Linked DNA regions of Sander lucioperca: region 1 is linked to region 2. Evidence: chromatin contacts called from public Hi-C data. All regions are on one chromosome and are shown on one strand. The core of a region is the stretch at or near the end of the contact, and the rest is flanking DNA. Distances in the headings are between cores, read along the strand shown. Region 1 holds the start of gdf3 (protein DVR-1). Region 2 holds the start of creb1b (cyclic AMP-responsive element-binding protein 1b).

Region 1 (4,300 bases), core at 416-2,915, 240 kb after region 2:
GGGTGAAGGCTGGTTCCGAAGGGAGGGAGTTCCCGGGGTGAAATGGAAGAAGCTCCTTTGAATCTGTGCTGAGAGGAAGCAGCTCTAAAACCAAACCGTAGTTGCGTCCCGGTGTGCGCCAGCTCTCTGCCAGCGAGGTGAGGTCCATGGTGATGGAGGCGGGCTCAGGCTGCAGCTGGACTGACTGTGACAGCAGGAGTCTGCGGTTGGCCTGGGGATTGGCTCCCCTCAGCGTGGCTCTAAGCACTTTATACAGAGACACGCCGAGGGCCCGGGGCCCCTGCAGGAGATCTGCCGATCTGAAGGGCTTCCAGTGGAACTTGATCTCCAGCTGAGCCAGAGACAGCAGCTCCACAGGCTGCAGGACGGACATGTTGAAGAAAAGCTGCTTCTCCAGACAGGCCTGACAGCTGCTGCTCCAGCCTGACATCAGCCTGCCTGCAAAACATCAGCGGGGAGAGGAGCATTTTAACAGCAAGGGTTTATTTAGGTTTTATATTTATGTGGCGATGGGATGCATGATAACCTAAATAAGAATAATAATCATTTGTCATGACCGATTACTTCTCACTCAAACACACACTGTGGTTGTACTCACTCTGCATGTTTAGCAGCACAAATAAAGCACATTTGCAGTAGGATTTAGTGCAAACACCTTAAAATAATAAGCCTTTTGTTGTCTATTTTTATAGAAATGTTGACAAAAAAATTGCTCTGCCATGTTTCTGATAACACTTTGATCAATAAATAGTGTGTATTCTCTCTCTCTCTCTCTCTCTCTCTCTCTCTCATATACCGGAGTGCAAATCTTGGCAGAACCTGCTTTTTTTTTATAAACACAGATGTGCAAAACTTTGCACAACCACAACACATGGAATACGCCACTATGAGGCCAGTTACACAGTGATACTGATAAAAATGCCATATTTGTGCAATGCAAAGGAATATTAGTACATAAGAATTATAAAGTCTATCCAAAACTCCACAAGTAGGCCTACTAATTTACTATTTTCTTTAAACGCATTTTTATTTTCTTCAACATTGTGAGCAGATTTTAAAAAATGCTGAAATGTATTTCAGAAGCATAATTACTAAAAATATCTAGAGTTCTGCCTTTAATTAATTAGAAGTTTAAAGGCAGAATTTACATTTGATCGGTCTCCATCTAGGCCTAAGTTGTGGTCATGCGGAAGCAACTACACTTCACATGACAACTTGAGCACATTTGGCCTTTACAACCAGTCAACATTAGCCTACACACTAAATATGATGACCTACCTTGGTCTTGCACGTATCGGATGATGTTGCCGCGGACTCCGTACTCAGACACCGTGCAGGGGTCGCTCTCCCGGGCCTGGATGTTCTCTGACCTCCGGAACATTCTCCAGAGCGGGGAGGGGACGTGGCGCCGGGGCTGGTGGCTCCCCGCGGGCCGAGGCCGCTCGGAGAGCCCCAGGGAGCTGAGGAAGAGCCGCTCCTGGCTCCTCATCTCCTCCACATGTGAAAGAGCACACACACCGAGGAAACACGCCGCTAGCAGCAGCAGAGGAGTCACGTTTGGCCTCATGTTTGATTGTATTACTCAGGTCTGTTGGTACCTCACCTGTAACGTTGTTCCCAGAGACAGCGGGGCGTTTGTTTTACCCTGTGAAACCTCCCGGTGTGCAGCTGCATAATTATGGTAATGAGAAGCGGGCAGACAGGCAGAGATAAGGTGAGCGGGCCGGGAAGAGACTTAGAGACTTTTACCATATAAGTGTGAGATTCACCAAGCCCAAGAGTTTGAGTTATAGACGAAGAAGTTAAAATAGAAAGCTGGTGAGTTGATTAAAGGGTCAATTTACCCAAAGTAGGCTATATCAAATTAAGATAGGCCAACTAGTATTACTGAGATGGACATTACTTCAATTTCATTCAAAACAACAAATATTAGGCCTATTTAAAAAAGACAAAAGCAGCATAAATACAGATATGGTGATGGTTACCCAAGATAATCTTAAGACTTCTCTGTAAACTGTTTAACTTCTGTCTAACAATGTAGTCCCCCAGTGAAACCATTGTTAACATTGGGATGTTACTGGCACTACATAAAAGGTCAGGAGATACCAACATGATTTGGATTATCATCTGGAGACCACAAATGTCTGCCCCAAATTTTGTAGCAATTTGAACGATTTCAACCGACACAGCTAACTTGACTTAACATGATCAAAACATAGCAACAACATGCACTGGCAGACTGTGCCTGAAATCTTTCTCTCCTGCATGTTTACATCAAAAATCGTTTGTTTTCAACTTAAAGTCACTGTTTGTTTCACCCCTCTAACCCCTCACGAACGCTGATTAGGCTAAACATTAAAACCACTTTGTGTAGAATATGAATACATAGATAGGAAGAAAAAAGACTTTGGTGTATAGTAGTAGTATAAAAAATGACACATTGCACACTACTAATTAGCATGTCTACCCGGTGTCTATCCACAACTAGAGAGAGATTGTAGCTAGAAATACACACACCAAACCCAACAGAAAAAAGATCACCATGTTAAACTAATGCTAGAGTTTATTCAGCAATATTTCAACCCAAAGCTGTGAGGTCTGCAGTGTGTTAGAGGCATTACTGAACAGTTCTGCCAGCACTTTGAGTTTCTTACGCCATCTCGTGTCCATTACAGGTATTTCCTCTCTGTAATTCTACAAACTGACAGCACCAATACATTCCCTTTCAGACAGTGTAGTTTATATTTTTAAATGCCCAAGGCGGTAAAAGCATCCAGTATTTCACACAAAAACAGCCAGTATTTCACACACACACACACACACACAAAAAAAAAACAAAAAACAAATTCACTTGTTTCTTTCTCATCCTTGATCTTGCAACCCCACAGATTTAGTCCTGACTCCCATGTTGGCAGCATCACATTTTAGTATCCAGCTCAGTCTTTGCAAGTCAGTGTTGTCTGTTGTCCCTCCACAAAAAGAAGTTGGTGCCCAATTCCTACTTAAACCACACAATAATCACAGCTAAAAAAAAATTGAAGTTGAACATTTTTCTAAATTAACACTTGGACTTAAAGTTTGATTTTTCATTTGTCGCTGAACTTCCAAAGATAATTGAGCTCCTTCTGCTTCGTTGTGCTCAGTTTTGATTTCTGTTATAACTTATCCATAAAATAGTTTGTTTCGTCTTTTTTTTTTTCTTATGTTACACTATATGATCAAAAGTTTAAAACCACTGTCCACATTCTTAATACTACAGCAAACAATAATATTTCCGACAAGTGTTCTTCCAACTTTGTGTCGTTCTTTAACATGACAATTCCTCCGTGCACAAAGTCATATCCATAAATAATTGGTTTTCTGAGTTTGGTGGGAAAGAACTTGACTGGCCTGCACATAGTCCTGAACTTAACTCCATTTAACAGCTTTTGGATGAACTGGACTGCAAACTGAGAGCCAACATCAGTGTTGGACCTCACTAATGCTCTGAAGCAAATTCCTGCAGCCAGGTTCCAAAATCTGGTGGAAAGCCTGAAACCATGAAAATGGAGGCTGATATAGCAGCAGATAAATGCACGTTTTAGACATGTTTAACAATCACTTCTTCTGTGAGGAGACCTTCTTTATCTATAATGTTCTTGCTAACATGCCATTATAAACACCATACATCGAGTCAGTTCCAATGATTTTTTTAATATAGTTGGAAATCAAAGATGATTTTGATTTGAATCATTATTTACAGATCAGTATGTACAGTGGTCAGAGAGAAGCCGGAGGCTGTAGTTGCACTGTGTGTGTGTGTGCACCAGGGGGGAGGAAAGGACGAAGGAAAGGACGCGGGCGGGCGGGGCTGACATTCATCCTCTCAAATAAATGAATAAATAAATCCAATAAAGACTTATTACATTCATCTATTCAACACCTAAAGGTATGTGTGCATAGCTCGGATATGGATTTGGCGACGCACACCCAAACACACACAATAAATATACACACTGTATATGAACAATCCACTGATAAGGTAAGACAATAGACAGACTATAATGTGCACTGGCTGATCTCACCTGATCACACACACACACTCGTACAGAAACATACACGTAAACCCTCACACATACACACAACTACAGCTGAACCCTTACAGTCTATGAGCTGAACACACCGCTACTCAGTCGGAAACTCATGTCGTCAATGGTTTTACATTTGAGAATTTTGTGCTGATGTCTGCATTTCCGTTTTTGTTCAAAATGAATACAGTTATCCAATAAATCTTACTTGTATGTTTTAAGACATTTTCATA
Region 2 (4,366 bases), core at 659-3,158:
CGTATAGTGCTTAAAATGTACAATAGATGTACAATATGATGAATATGACAATAGGATGCTAATCAAGACAAGCAACCTGCCATAAATATAATCTTCTACATTTATGAATCTGATAGTGTTCAGTTTTTGTTGACACCTTGACACAGAGTGGTGTTGATTCACCTGCATTCTGGAGGATGTAGTTTGTGGTGGTGTCAGAATGGATTTCATTTTAGTTCAAGGTGTTTCTATTCATATTGAATACACTGTGGGAAAATATTAGAAAAACCAAATGGAGAATGAAATGAATGAATAAAGAAAAACGTTGAAGGCCAAAAGGGGGTGTGGTGCTACAGTGGTTACAAGTTTGTCTGGATGAACTGTTTATACAAGACTGGCATCCCAGCATGTACTGCTTACAATAACGATGATGTGGTCTTCAATCCCATGTTCTGATATTTTTATTTATTATATATTTATTTCTTGTTGGTGACAGAGTTTCGCTCAAGTCAAAAGGACAATATTTGCCTCTGAAATGAAGTCGAAAGTATGACTTTCTGTCATGCTGGTTTTGCACATGACCATACCACTACTTTTGGCACTACCCTCATTCCCACTGTAAACCAAAGTCTCTCTAGGTATACACTGTATGTATACACGTTTCTGTATATAAAAGTAACTGAATATTGTTTAATTTGATTCTATTTAAAATATTTGTATGAATGTTCTATGCGTCGGTTGAATTAATAAAGTACAGGTAGCTCAAATTTGTACTTACAGTAAGTACAGTACTTGAGTAACTGTACTTAGTTACTTCCACCACTGATAATAACCCCTGTGATTCAACCCTGTCTTACTAGACAGAAGAAAGTAATTCATCTTCTGGATACTTTAAACTCTTGTTGATCCTCCTGCTCTGAACCAATCCACCTGCAGACATTATCATTATAATAAAGGAGCTTATGAGCCTGGGAGATCTGACTGCAGGCGGCTCAGTGAGTGTTGATCTGGTAACGTGTTGTTCAGTGATCTCACACTGTGCGTAGCTTCTCTCTGCTGCATGATTGGCTTTACACATTTCTCCCTCTGCTTTTCAAAAATCACTTACAAGTGTGACAGCAGTGCCACATGGCCGGGCAACGCCCCCTCAACGCACACACCGAAACTATTCAAACTAAAAATACAAGATGCTTGTTGAATCTCCGGGCCTGAGTTCATGTTTTCAACATGCAACCAAACGCGACGGCCTGCACATGGCCGATTTCTATCAAGACAAAATGAATGGAAAAAAGAAACAAGATAATTATCGACAAGTTGAGCAGGTGTAGATTCAGAAATAATATATATGAGATTGCAAACATTAAATTAAATCGAGCAAATAGCAGAAATAAATTAACATATCGCGGCTGATGTGTCCAATGCGCCGTTAACTGGGAAAACTGCGCACATCTTTGCGCATACATCTCTGTTTCTTATAGCATAGTTTGCCATTTGAGTGTATTAACAACGCTAAAGTCCTATCACAGTTTCTGTTGTGTTAACCCACAGACTGTCACTCCTGGTTCTTTATCAAAGCCGCACATTTGCTCCCTTTCTCCCAAACAGCCGCAGCCTCCCCTCCCTCCATCCTGCTACAAACACACCGCGGCGCCATGATCTCTTTGTTTCCTTCGGGCCGAACCCGACCAGACCAACACTTTATTCGGCCGCGACCGGTCTCTCTGAGACCCGGGCAGCGCTCCGTCCTTACCGATACAGACTCCCTTCGTCACTCCCGGGCCTCCGGAGCTCCACTTTTATTCTGGCCGACACGTAAGAGCCCGCGTCAGGCTACACCTCCGCCGCGTCACCGGGAACAACAACACGGAGATTGGAGAAGAACGAGAAAGCAGATGGCGACAGTGGGCGAAAATGACCGACGTGGGAACGGAGAAGGGCGGGAAATACCGAGGAGAAGCGGATCCTAACGACACCCTCCTGCTTCGTAAAGCGTTTGCCAAAAGCAGTTTAATAATTATGTAAGGAGAACAACAATTAGATTAACACGGTGGTCATAAAAGCCTGTTATTAACTAGAACTTAAAGGGTCGTTCGGTTCACCTAAATCACATAAAACTGATTTTCTTCTTTTATTTTTAGTTGAATATGGTTATGAAACTGGTTTTGGTGGGCAGTACAGGCAATTTCAGTGAAGGATCTGTAACAGGCTTGCATTTACTCCAACACCGAACCAATTTTGAGGTGCTTGTACTTGAGTATTTATTTGAGTATTTTGAGTATATTTTTTTTATTTGTATGTTAGGCTACTAATTCACTACATTTTATTTTTACTTCACTACATGTATTTAATACCTCCAGTTAGGCTACTAGGTACTTGCAGATTTAGAGTAGAAATACAAATATAAATCCAGTAATAAATTATGATATGTAATTATTGATTAAGGATTTTGGTACGCTTAGTAAGCCTATGTTTTGATTCTTATAGCCTACTTTTGTTTTACTCAAGTAGGATTTTGAATGCAGTATTTTAAAACTGTGGTATCGCTACTTTTACATAAGTAAAATATTTGGCTACTTCAACCACTGGACAAAGTGAACTCTGTTAATCATCCCAGGTAACCATTACATTGTTTCCATGGTATACAAGTTGATGTTTAATTTGTTTATGTCATCTTTTTACGTTATCATCAGTACAAACATAATAGTATTTCCAAGCTAATGGTACCTATATGCATAAGATACCAAAAAGGGGAATTATGTTTTGTGATTAGGTGTACTGACCGTTTAAAGTTGTATTCATAAAATCTTACTACAATACAATATCTGGTGTATTGAATGGCTGGTACATAACTGCTCTGGGCTACTACACTATAAGAAATAGGACTTTAAAGTAGAATGTGACAGGTCGGTAGAGACACTTCAAGGAAGAACCTTCTCTTGATTCTCTTATTGCAATGCTGAGCATAGTTTAGGGAGGCTGGAGCCTGTCTTTGCTCACACTGGGCGAGACAGGGTCTATTCTTGAGATCACATTCACACACATGGACAAGTTAGTCTCCAGTTAACTGCCAGGAGTAACATTCCCGGTGGATTTAAACCCAGGACCCTCTAGCTGTGAGGTGGCAGCGCTAACCACTGCACCACCATCTGGCTTGTATACATCATCGTGACAACTAAGTAAAGAATCTCTACACATTTACTTCTGCTACTCAACACTATTCATTCACACCCCTCCACATGCATACTTGTAGTTATTTTTCTTCAACAAATAGGTCTTCACAGAAGACATTTTGACATGTCACAGGTGTAAATAATAAAATGAATGATGGCTGAATTTCATTTAGCTGCTTCAGTTTCAGGGTCTTGGTATTGTGCATGCTGTGCTCAGTGCTCACTGTCACAGTGTCATGACTAACTGGGACACTTGAATAGAACTGAAAAAAGTAATTCTAGCTGTAACCACCAGGTGGAAGCATAAGACCATTTTAATCAGAGCCGTATATTAAAGAGCTCCAATATACAACTCTGATTTGAATGCACACAGCAGCAGGGATCTGCAGGTACATTGAAATGCATACCTCACATAAGAAAACAAAGATACTCATGAAGTTTTGAAGAAAAAAATGTTGGCTAAAACACAGGAAATAACAGGATTTTCTCTCATGCATCATTGTGAAAATGAGATTTATTTTAAACAAATTATCACCTCCAACCTGGGACTCGAACAAGGTTTCTTTGCTACCTATACTGTAATCCTGGGCTAGAATTTTGAGCACCAATATGCCTCAGGATGGGATACTTAATCAACCCTTGGTACAAGATTCTCCACGCACAACTGATAATCACAGCTATTACATTTACAACAGCATTGCCATGTATTTAAAAATAAAATAACAATGAAGTAGTTCATGTTCTATTCTATTCTTCTTATTCATCCTGAGTATATTTTTTGAGTAGTTGTTCTTTTCTTTTATTTCTTTATTATTTCTTGTATATTCTGTATGGGTGCTGTGCGTCGTATACCTTGCTGCTGTACATAAATTTCCCAGTTTGGGATCAATAAAGTCCATCTATCTATCTATCTATCTATCTATCTATCTATCTATCTATCTATCTATCTAGCTATCTATCTATCTATCTATCTATCTATGTCACCCACGTTCAGGTGTGACAAATTACTGTGTTGTAGAAAACTAGATAGCAGAACAAAAACACCAACTGACTGCATATAAGCTTGCCACAGAAGTGACACAGAAATCAATCGATTCAGGAAGTCCTGAAAATGTAGCATTTACAATCGAGGAACAAAAAGTCTCCATTTGAATTCAAGTTTTTTTTTATGTCTGTCTTCTCTTCCTTTCAAGTCATAGAATGGAAAACATCTAATT

Evidence for each region. Hi-C and Micro-C count contacts between places; a contact is called where the count stands out from the background.
Region 1: a contact with region 2 is called in a Hi-C map of liver, with 8 times the contacts expected there. The contact joins the promoter of gdf3 here to the promoter of creb1b in region 2. A contact is called at or near these places in 2 of 2 Hi-C or Micro-C datasets (liver and muscle).

Annotation. Positions count from the first base shown.
Region 1 is chr8:37,181,967-37,186,266 of SLUC_FBN_1.2, forward strand. gdf3 (protein DVR-1) reads right to left here and starts at 1,666. Exons shown (of 2, transcript XM_031279512.2): 1 at 1,279-1,666; 2 at 1-438. The coding sequence starts at 1,567. trappc10 (trafficking protein particle complex subunit 10) reads right to left here. Exons shown (of 23, transcript XM_031278749.2): 23 at 3,674-4,300.
Region 2 is chr8:36,942,564-36,946,929 of SLUC_FBN_1.2, forward strand. It overlaps creb1b (cyclic AMP-responsive element-binding protein 1b), which reads right to left and starts at 1,909. Exons shown (of 8, transcript XM_031279699.2): 1 at 1,730-1,909.